2 separate regions of the Mus musculus genome follow, and region 2 is linked to region 1. Evidence: chromatin contacts called from public Hi-C data. All regions are on one chromosome and are shown on one strand. The core of a region is the stretch at or near the end of the contact, and the rest is flanking DNA. Distances in the headings are between cores, read along the strand shown.

The links. A called contact is a pair of places that touch in the nucleus more often than the background predicts.
Region 2: a Hi-C map of bone marrow-derived macrophages shows a contact between it and region 1, with 31 read pairs. The contact joins two enhancer-like sites. A contact is called at or near these places in 1 of 484 Hi-C or Micro-C datasets (bone marrow-derived macrophages) and 2 of 9 other capture datasets (adipose tissue and liver).

Annotation. Positions count from the first base shown.
Region 1 is chr4:19,670,872-19,676,521 of GRCm38.p6, reverse strand. Wwp1 (WW domain containing E3 ubiquitin protein ligase 1) reads left to right here. Exons shown (of 25, transcript NM_177327.5): 4 at 3,228-3,366; 5 at 3,979-4,103. Among named protein-coding and RNA genes, the nearest start is that of Wwp1, 35 kb to the left of the region's middle. Within about 2 kb of position 3,086, at least 7 of the 459 cell types and tissues checked have an H3K27ac peak or open chromatin away from gene starts, as enhancers often do. A contact at or near this core is called in bone marrow-derived macrophages, where this site is marked.
Region 2 is chr4:19,866,372-19,872,021 of GRCm38.p6, reverse strand. No RefSeq gene overlaps it. Among named protein-coding and RNA genes, the nearest start is that of Slc7a13, 50 kb to the right of the region's middle. Within about 2 kb of position 2,346, at least 14 of the 459 cell types and tissues checked have an H3K27ac peak or open chromatin away from gene starts, as enhancers often do. A contact at or near this core is called in bone marrow-derived macrophages, where this site is marked.

The DNA of each region.
Region 1 (5,650 bases), core at 1,837-4,336:
CTGTGATATGGTGCTTTACTGGTATATCTGAGGTATTGGTTTTCATCTCAGGGCCTGAAAAAAGCAACCAGACACCAACCAATATATATCCTGGAAACAGAAAATAGTCATCTAAAAGTTAAACAGAAGGTAGCCCACTCTGATGTGGTAACTTACCATATCACAAACAGCAAGTATGATAGCATTCAGAGATAATAATTTTCAGTTTTGTAGATTTTAAGATTTCTAATGTGAAAGGATCAGAAGCAAAGTTTGCAAGGCATATAAAGAGTATGTGGCTAAAAGAATAGGTAATTATATATGTATGTATGTGTAATTGTATATATATAATTTATCATTTTTGAAGCTATTGTGTTTTATAGTATCTTCATTATATTTTAAAATATACTGATTTTTATATTTATTTATGTTCATGCACATATATGCACCATGATACATGTACAGGTCATAAAATGGCCTGTGGGTGTCACTCTCTATTATTTGGGTTCAAGGGATTGAACTCATCATTGCACTTGGTTGCAAGTGCCTTTACCCACAGAGCTTCCTCAGTGGCCCTTCATGTCATTTAAGTTATGAATGTGTTTAGCATTTGTGATGTACACTATGGGTGATCGTCTCAAGTATTTAATTGTATATGGCCTAAACAGGTTTTTCTTGTTTATTTCAAGTGTTATCACCTTACTTGTTCTATTCATATTTCTTACATCACTCTCACTGTCTAGGTATTTTTCTCTTTATAGTACAAAAATTTGAAGAAACCGTAGGTCATATTTTATGTTGACGTTTCTGTTGTTGTCTATTTTCTTTCACTCTTTATTTGAATTTGAGCCCACCATTTTTCTCTGTGCCCACCCTAAACACTCAAACTTTGAGTGTTTTTGTTGAAAAATTATATATTAATTGAAGATGATTTTAAAGCTTTTATTTTAAAATTCCCAAATTGAAGAATATATCAAGCCATTTCTTCCTCATTCAACTTTTAATTTTAATTTTCCTGTGGATCACATAACATTTGCTATTAAATGTTTCTAGGGACTTTACTGTTGATTAAGGACTCCCCCATCCCATGCCTGCAAATTGTCAATATTTACATAGTGTTACTGTGAAGGCTATTTTGAATATAACAACAAATGTAAATCAGTAAATGGGATTTATCCTATGTTTTCATCAATTAGAACTCCTGTTTGAAATAGGAGCATTCAGTTGATTTAAAAACCTAATCACTGATTTTATATGTACTATTGAGCTGTGTTACAAATTTTTATGAGAGTAAAGAATATATTTAAAAACCAATTGGCGGGAGGAGTCTGTTACTGTATCAGCTTTAGTGTTACCAAGCACTTTGCCCCGGTACACTGTGGGCATGTTTTGAGTGGGTCTGCAGTTAACTCATTATTAATGGCATAGGCTCAGTAACCGTGTTGGACCCCGGGGATTTGCTGCTGCTGATAGTGCTTTGCATGCCTTCACTCACCAATCCTAAGAACCGGGTATTATTGTCCCCCTGTTTTTCAGGTGAGAAAATGGAGGGGCAGAGCCGTTAATTGACCTCCTTCAGGTCAGGATTCTAGTGATGCAAAGTTAAAACATGAACCCAGACATATTACACTTGTATGCTTTTATTATGATCCTGTGCTGCCTTCTCTTCCTTCTCTTTACGTACAATGTGTGGATAGATAGGATGTGTATGGATCCAAAGGATAACTTTTATTTGGAGTGAAAGCTTCTGAGTGGGGAGTTTCCCTTGGTGGTGAACTTAGAGCAATTGGAACGTCTTGGATGGGAATGAGCTTCATGGAGACCCTCATAGAAGCACTTGAGACATAATGCCGAACATTGTTGCACTCTGTTATCTTTTTAACAAATGTTAGCTTATAATCTTTTTTGTTATTCTTTACATATTAATAGGGGTAATTATTTCTGAGTCTTCACCTCTGACAAGTCACTTTCACTTTGTATGTCATTGGTTTGTTTGTCTAATCGCTCTCAGTAGAATAGAAGCTTATGTTGTATTCTTTCTCATCTTAATGATTCATGTGTATGACACAGGGTCTTTTCCTTTGTCACCTCAGATCCAGAATGGTTACAGTGACTTGGTTATAGAAGGGACTGTGACATGTTTTGCTGCTTGGTACTCAGTAATTTACCCTGAAAATGTACAGTTCTGTGTTTGTTATACCAGTTGCAATCATTAATGGCACATGTTTAATTAATGAATTCTTTCGTAATCAGATACATTTTTTTTGTGTGAAACTACTTTTTTGTGTAAACATTTTTTTGTGTGTAAAACATTAAATAATTTCTAATAAATGAACCACAGATATATAATGAGCACTATCTAGATGCAGACATTTATTTTTCTCTCAATCCTTGGTACAGTTTGAAATTATATTTAAATAGTAGGTAAAAGTAGAAACTATCCAAGTATGGTAGTGCATGCCAATGACCCCTGCACGTGCAAGACAAGGGAGGCTAGTGAATTTAAGTTTAGCATGGGTTATATAGGGAGAACTTTATCTAAAATATACATCAATATATGTTACTAGATATGCAAATATCAGATCTGCTGTGTCTGATAGGAGTATAAAATAATAGAAATATTATATCCAAGACAAATTAAAACATGTTCACAGCAAAACTTGCTCATAAGTGTTTATGGAAGTCCTAGACACAACAGCTACAAAGTAATTTAAATGTCTGTCAACTGACAGATAAATAAAATGTGGTATATCAATAATGGACTAGTATTTAGAAGAAAAAGGAGTGAAGTATTGAGGCGTGGTACAATACTGATGAGACCTGAAAACCTGTTAGGTGAAAGAGCCCACAACACAGACATTTCAGAACAGGCAATCTATAGAGACAGAATAGGGACATGGAGGAAAATGGAAAATACTACTTAATGGTAAAGTAACAAAATATCTTACAGTCAATTTGGATATGTTTGTACATGTCTGGATCTATTAAAATGAAGCATCCTATTCTAATAGATGTATTTATCAGTAAGTCGGCTACTGAGAAATTAGATGGTTTTAGAGATTAGTATCTTCTCCTTTTGCCATTAAGATATATGCTAGAGGTGGAAGGACACTTCTGTTTTTATTGGTTTTCTAGTAGGTATTGCTCTTTTTTGTCTTTTTGGTTTCTCGTGTGTGTCTGTTTGTGTTTGTGTGTCTGTGTGTCTATGTGTTTACATATACTCACCAGTAATTATCATTTTCTATTAGTTTCTAGTGCCAAACTAAAAAGAAAAAAGAACTGGTTTGGAACAGCAATATATACTGAAGTCATTGTAGATGGAGAAGTTAAGAAAACAGCAAAATCCAGTAGTTCCTCTAATCCAAAATGGGACGAGCAGCTGATTGTGTGAGTATCATGTCGTAAGAATAGAAAAATCACATGTTCTATGTTTTGTATTTTGTAGATTTCACGTAGTGAAGCTTTTTTCTTTATCTAAGAAAGAATTTTGCATCTGAAGAATTTTTTTTATCATTTTTCTCATAGAGGATGGATAGTAATTTGTGTTTTTATTTTATAGACAATTATGTTTACTTAGCCTTTTTTCTGATTGCTTTGAATAGAAATAAAGTCAGCCATTCTTAAATTTGGCATTTTGAAGTATAAATTTGGCACATGAAGTATAAATTTGAATGTAGTAGAAACATTATAACTAGTGTCAGCCATTCTGAAAAGGTTTAGAAATGTGTTCCCAGGGGAGAGGATTTTCTGAGGTCTCAGTAAGGTTCTGAGTGATGCATAGCTCAGTGGTTGCTAACTACAATAATCCTAAAGTAGTTATCAAGGCCACAATGTATTTGAAAATATTTGTTATTTTCATTTCTGATCCAGGTTACTGTTTTATACAGTATTGAATTCAATTCATGGTTTTAGAAAAATAATAATTAATATAAATAACTTAGAAGAGTTAGCACACACAGCGATGACATGTTTATTTTTGTTACAATGTTATTCATGCAGAAATGTGACCCCACAGACCACCTTGGAGTTCCGAGTTTGGAGTCACCACACTTTAAAGGCAGATGCTCTATTAGGAAAAGCAACAGTGGACTTGAAACAAGTGCTGTTAACACACAACAGAAAATGTAAGTGGCTTTCGAATCTCTGACTCTTCATACATCATTTAAGAGACTTTAAACACCTCTTTCTAAAGTCCAGAAGTGAAGTACACTTTGTAGTATTGTGCTTATAAAGCACTTATAATTGCCAGTGGTTGCTTTTAGAACTGTGTTGTAGGAAATATTTTCCTACCCTTTGTTTATGCTGTAGATCATCTAGAGTACTTCGATACCAGTTGTCATCAGTCATTTATTATTACTTGTTTACTTAGACCTGATTCAAGTATGGTGGTATATGCCTCGACTTCCAGGAGTCAGCAGGCTGAGGCAGAGGAATTGTGATGTCCAGGCTGGCCTAGGGTGAATGAATAAATAGCATCCCGCTCTCCTCCCGCCTCCAACAGGAGAACCCCTCCCCTGTGAGTGCTGGGGCCCAGACCCAGGTCCTTGTGCAAGCCAGGCTGGGACTTTCCCCTTCACTGTTTCTCTGGCCCTTGAGCATATTCTTATTTTCCTTAACAGTGATATCTTTTTTGGATTAAATATTCTAGTGTTAAAATTTTCAGTGATAATCAGTTCATTGTTAAAAGTATGGAGAAATGAGAAATCACAGAAGACTATAGAAATGATAATTCTATCCAAAGATAACCACTCAGCAATTTGTTCTCCTTTCTTGTTCTTAAGCATACTTTTCCCCTGAGCTTATCATCTACTGCTCTTAAAAAAAAAAATCAACAGAATACTATGAGTGCCAGGTCTCCATGATTGAAAATGTTCTAGCATTGTGGTTTCTAAAGTAGCTCAGACTATAGTGACGTTAAGCCTCTTGTCAGTATATACAAACCTTTCCGTGTATATGCATGGATTTATAATTACTTTAGGAAGGCTTTGTGAATTTTATCAAATCTCAAATTATGTGATTCACTGAAGATACAAAATCCAGAATTGTAGTTGGTGGTTATTTTTCAAGGGAATACTTCATAAGCTTGAGGGAACTGATCCTTGATCTGGTCCCCAGGTGATAGCGGGGTTCTCTCTTCAGAGGTGGAAATGTTACAGTAGGAATAATTGAAGACATTTTCTGGTTAATAGAACCTCTGACCTGGGTGTATCAGTTGGATCTGCCAATCGCCTTGCCAAGGCACCACCCCCCAGGAAGAAGGGGCTCACCTCTAGGAGGATGGGCTTGCCTTACTGAACTCCTTTAATAGGATACAGTACTTTTCCCTCCCAGAATTCCTGCTCCCACACAGCTCTTCCAAGCTAATATTCAATTTCCATGAGGTTTGTTAAGTCTGCTCTCCTTTGCAGCTTTTGCTTTTTGTTCTTTCTCTTTATTTTGGATGTTGTCAGAACCTACGGATCCTTTCTCATACCTTGGGCTCTTATGTCCTTTCTCTAAACCTCCTTTCCACCATGTCGTTGCCTGATACCAGGAGGCAGAGACCTCCATGCTTATAATGCAGACACCATGACCTTTCCCTTCTTGCCTCCATTCTTCAACTATGGGCAACTGTTGATATTTATAAAATGCTTGCCCTGGGCTGTTTTATCTATTAAACTCTAATAATATT
Region 2 (5,650 bases), core at 1,097-3,596, 200 kb before region 1:
AGAAATCTCAGTCTCATTGATGTCAAATGAAAACCACACCCTCTTTAGTCTCCTTTAAGTCAATTTTACATAGTAACAATTTTCCTCTTCCCCCTACTTTTCTTAGTTTCTGGGCTTTTCCTACATATTTCTCCACTGGGATGTAATTGCTACACTGTAAGCACTTAATGTAATTAGGAGAGAGTAGACTCAGGATGAGAAAATAAGTGGTACTTTTAAATGTACCTCGCAGCCACTATGAGAGCGACTGCCTCAGGCTCTGAGGAGCCAAAAAGGCTGGTGCCAAGGCTATGTGGCTCTGCAGCAAGGACGTCCTGCCTGAGCTTAGAAAGGAGACCTCAGATTCAGGGGTTAACCGAAGTGATTCCCACCACTGTGGATGTGGTGGCAGGCACAACAGAACAGCACTCTATTTAAATAGAAAGCGTCTACCTATTTTATAAACTAATATAAATTGAGACTTTTCTTTCTAGACACCTACCCCACCCCCACCCCCTGCGCCGCAAAGAGTGAAAATAGCCCCATTAACTTTTAAGAATCAAGTAATATTGTCAGCTGTAAGCCCAAAGTCAGAATTTAAGAAAAAGACTTTTAAAATATTCATTTTATAAAAAAAGCCCACGAATGGGAAAATACATGACACATTTATTTTTAAATCCAGAGTCTCTCAGCTACGGTGTCAAAGCACAGTTTTCCTGTGGGTTGCAGAGTGAAGAGATGCTCACCTCACAGCCCTCAGGATGCCCCCCCCTCCTATCCTCTAACCTGAATTACTGTTTCTGCCAACCCCCCCCCCCCGTGCTGTGCCAATGTTATTTTATTCATGTGCAGTGATGTGGGAAACAACTAAGCCGTTTTAACCAAGCAAAACAGAAAATGAGTAACAAGGCTTTCCACCAAGAGCTTGATGCCAGGGCCAGCAGAGGCCATGTTTATGTTTCAATGCTACCCTTTTTGGACATCAAAACACACATCCTTCACAATTAGTGTGTTCTTCAGAGATTAGCATCCATCACATTATCTGTATCAAGGTGAGGCATTCTTTGTCTTAGAGCAAAATCCAAACTAAAAACCAGCAAAATATCTCTGTGAGTAAACTGACATACATGATTTCTTCTTAGAAAGTGAGTGATTTATTTATTTTCAAAATAGTAATTTTAATAACTTTAGTAGCTAGTAAGTAGCTAATAGCTATAGGAAACATGTTTATGAGTCCTTCCAGCAAAGAAGAGATTTATTAAGTTTCAGAACTTATTAATTCAGTGGTGTTAAGTCACACAGGGCACTTGTGAGGTTTTGTTTGGCAAATATCCCATGAGCGCTGCCTTTTTCCCCAGAATACAGCTTCTTCTCACTTTTATCTGTTTCCTGAGGCTACTAAGGGAAAGTTTTCAGCTTAACTGGAGACTGGGGTTTCCCACCAAGATCCTCAGAGCAAATGGCCTGTATCATCCTGTTACACTGAGTCTGGGACTTTTTTCCCTCTGCCAAGTGTTGCAGGTTAGCAGTTTTCATGGTAAGGAGTGTGTGTGTGTGTGTCTGTGTGTGTGTGTGTGTGTGTGTGTGTGTGTGTGTCTGTGTCTGTGTGTCTGTGTGTCTGTGTGTGTGCGTGTGTGTGCATAGAGGCCCTAGATCAATGTCAATTCTGCGTGTGTATGTGTGTGTGCATAGAGGCCCCAGGTCAATGTCAATTCTGTATGTGTGTGTGTGTGTGTGTGTGTGTGTGTGTGTGTGTGTGCACGCAGAGAGGCCCTAGGTCAAAATCAATTCTTCTATTACTCTCCCTAGTTTCTTGAGACAAGGTCTCCCCCTGAACCTGGGGTTTGCTCTATGGCTAGACTGGCTAGCTAATGAGGTCTCAGGGTTAACCTATGTCCCCCCTTCCCCAGAGGCACCCCTCTGTGCACAACACTAATGTGAGTGCTATGAATCCAAACTCAGGTGTTTGTGCTTGAACGGCAAGTTCTTCACACACTGGTCATCACCTGCCCTCTGTCTAGGGAATCATTTAATTAGAGAGTTGCATGAATAATCTATTCTGTGCTCTGGTACACAGACCCAGGCAGCCACCCTGCATCCATGAAGGGCTGCTCATGGTTGTGGTGATCTTGTCTATGCCTTACCCTGGTCCATTTTTTTTAATTGATTTTTTTGTGAATTTTACATCCTGCACCTAAATGCCACTCATGTCCCCATCTCTCCTTCTCCACACTTCACCATTGCAACTTCCCCCCAAAAGAAAACATACAAGCAAAAAATTTTGCTGCGGAAGCTGAGCTGTGGCACAGTGTGTCATGCAATATGCCCTTTTGCCCAAACAGCTTTACTTCCAGATGTTCACTGGAATGAGTCATTGGTCTAGATTCTGCTACACTATCAGTACTAGATCCTCACCGGGACTCCTCTTGGATATCCTGTTGTTGCCCTGTGCAATGAAGATCTTGCGGTGGTTTTGGTTCTGCAGGACCAGCCCCTTCCCATGCTCCAGCAGTTCATCAGTCGGGTAGATGTTTAGGTGGATCTGGGTCTGGGTGGTAGCTGAGCTGCTCAGCCGGACAGCTCTCCCATGCTCATGCAGTCAGAGCCAGTTCTTCAGCACAAGCCAGTGTGGATCAGGGCCTGCTCACCTGCTCTCAGGCCCTCAGGGCCAGCTTTGTCATGCTGTTCTGATGAGGGGTGGGACCAGCTCTGACATGCTATCCTGGTGACAGATGGGACCAGCTCTCCCAAATGTGGCAGCCAGTGAGGGGTGGGGCCAACTCTCCACAAACCAGGGATGTGCATGCTTGGCCTTTGTGGCAACATGGTCCATAGACATCAACACAGACACCCACACCCTGATGCCATAGGTTCATAGACACAGACATGACCCTCAGTGACAGCATAGGCTGGGACCTTACTATGGCCTCAGGTGGCATCACTGGCTTCTCACATCCGGACGTTCCTCACTATCCCCAAGTCTTGAGTTCTACATCTCTTCATTGTGCACACACCTTCTCTTTCTCTTCGATCTCTCCACCAGTTACTTGCTCATCTTAGTGGCACTCAGGTCTTCTATGTGTCTTCTGAGTGGTTCCAGGCAAGAGGTGATTTATTTATTTTTATTTTATGAATATGTGTGTTTTACCAACATATATACTTGTACACCATATGTATACGGTGTCTCTAGAAGACCGAAGAGGTCATTAGGTCTCTCTGAACTGAAGTTCCACATAGTTGTGAGCTCCCATGTGACCTCTTAGAAATGAACCCAGGCCCTCTGCAAGAAAAACAAGTGCTCTTAATACTGAGCCATCTCTCCATGCCCAATATACATGACATGTCAAAGTTTCTATTATCCAACAGTCTATTTCCATGATCATATCTTGAACTAACAACCTTAATATATTACTCCAAGTATCTTTTTTCTTTTTTATTCAATACAGCTTGCTAAAACACCTTTACTTCCTCATTGGTATCTTCCATAACAAAAGAAATAAGTTGTATAATTGAATTAGGATGATGCAACATAGGCAAAAATGCATGTTTTGAAATGTAAAGAATGCTTAATCACTTAACAATGTTCAATTTAGAATTTTCACCTTTACTCTACTTAAGTGTTATTGGAATAGTTTAAGAATGCATTTTCCTTTTTTTCCCAAGAACATCAGTTGCTTATTCCATCTGATTTTTAGAAATTGATTACAGCAAATGACATAGAGTTATCTAAGTAATATAGTATACAAAAATAACATCTTGATTTCTGAGAAAATTCATTTCTCTGCAATTCCTGAGTAGCTACAAATTACGCTCCTTTATGCATCAGAGTTTACTCTGGGGTTTAAACTCAGTCTTTGGAAACAGCATGTGCTAGACCTTTGCCATCATTTGTGTGTCTCCCATCAAGGCTGCAAGGATCATGGGTCCTCTCAGCCTTTTTCTTGAATGTTTGCCTTTCTGATTCGTTTGCTACCACTCAGCTGAATTGTCTTTAAAGATCTAGGCCAGAGCTTAATTGTTATCGAATACATACTGAAGTCAGACAATCCAAGGCCATTGTTATGCTAAACTTAGGTTATTTATAGAAACCTATAGATATTTTCACAATTGACTTTACCTCCTACCTGGGAACATATTCAAGAAACAGAACTGGCTTATTGGTCTGACTCAGCTCTTCCCGTTCAGGAATCTCTATTCACGGTGGAGCAGAGTGTGGGATGTGGAAAGTCAGCTTCCCCTTTCCCTTTCCTTCTTTTACATTGTAAGTAAAGTTCACTAACCTGAATAAAGCTCCCCTCTATTAAAGTTCAACCAGCAAAGCGGGTTCTGTAAAAATACTGTGAGCAGATACAATCACCACTCAGAGAGGACTGCAGCAAAGGAAAGTAATTAGGCTATAGTCTCAATTGTGCACTCTAGTTCAACGTGTCCTAACTCACCACAATGGTAGCATAGAGTAATGGATGGTTCCTTGATTCGTTACTTCATTCCTATAGCACTTCACTTTGAATTCTCCATAAGATTCACACTTTTGCTCATCCAGGTGGTCATGGCTGTAAACCAGACGCTAGACTTGTCACAGTTGTGGCAACCTTTCCTCTCTCTTGAGCTGTTTGCAGTCTTTGGCAATATGGCTACGTCTACCACAGTTATAGCAGGCATCTTCCAAAGGATTACAGTCCTTGGCAAAATGACCAGCCTAGCACGTTGATACGGATATTCTGGAAGAGAAGAGAAACTAATGCTGGAAGCAGTGCTATTCCATGACTCAAGCCTCCACCAACAGGGCATCTCCAGTCTGGCTGAAGTGAGGCAGGACTAGAATCCTGATTGGATGGTAGTAAAATGGTTTTTGTAATATTATAAATTATTTTACTTTTTGGTTATACTTTTATTCTGGATGCTTATCCAAAATATCTTTTTAAAAAGTCATATGGATGCTTAAGAGTGGTAGCTCATGCTTTTAATCACAGCACATGAGAGGTAGAGGCAGGCCAATCTCTGAGTTAGAAACCAGTAAAGTCCACAGAGCAAGTTCCAGAACATCCAAGGCTACACAGAGAAACCTTGTCTCAAAAAATAAGTCATCAAAACTTAGCTACTATGGTAGATGCTTCATAAATTATATTGGAACCCAAATTCTTGTCTTCTAGAAGAGCATTTAGTGCTCTTAACTACTAAGCCATCTCTCTAACCCCCTAGGGGCTATGATCTTAATGAACACTGATGTCCTTTCTCCCAGCACCTATCAACTCTCAGTAACTCCTCAACCAGTTATAGTTCCCATGTTTGACACCCAGATGGACAGGCAGGCAGACAGTTACCATTTAGCCCTACATGGTAGCACATGATTTTAATCCTAGCACTTGGGAGACAAAAGCAGGCAGATCCCTGAGTTCAAGGCCAGTCTGTTCTACAAAGCAAAATCGAGGATAGCCAAAGCAACACATTGAAACCCTGTCCTGAAAAACAAAATCAAGCAAGCAACAAAGAATGAATTGGCTTCTAAAGGACACTGCAGACTATTGTCAGTGTTACTGATTATCCTCTAGGACATAATGATAAGACCCTGTTGCTGAAGATACCACATACTTGGGAGATAGAGCATGGAGAAAATCAAGCTGGTGTTGACTGAGAAGCTTCATCTCCCTCACTGGCCTCTGCAGTGTTG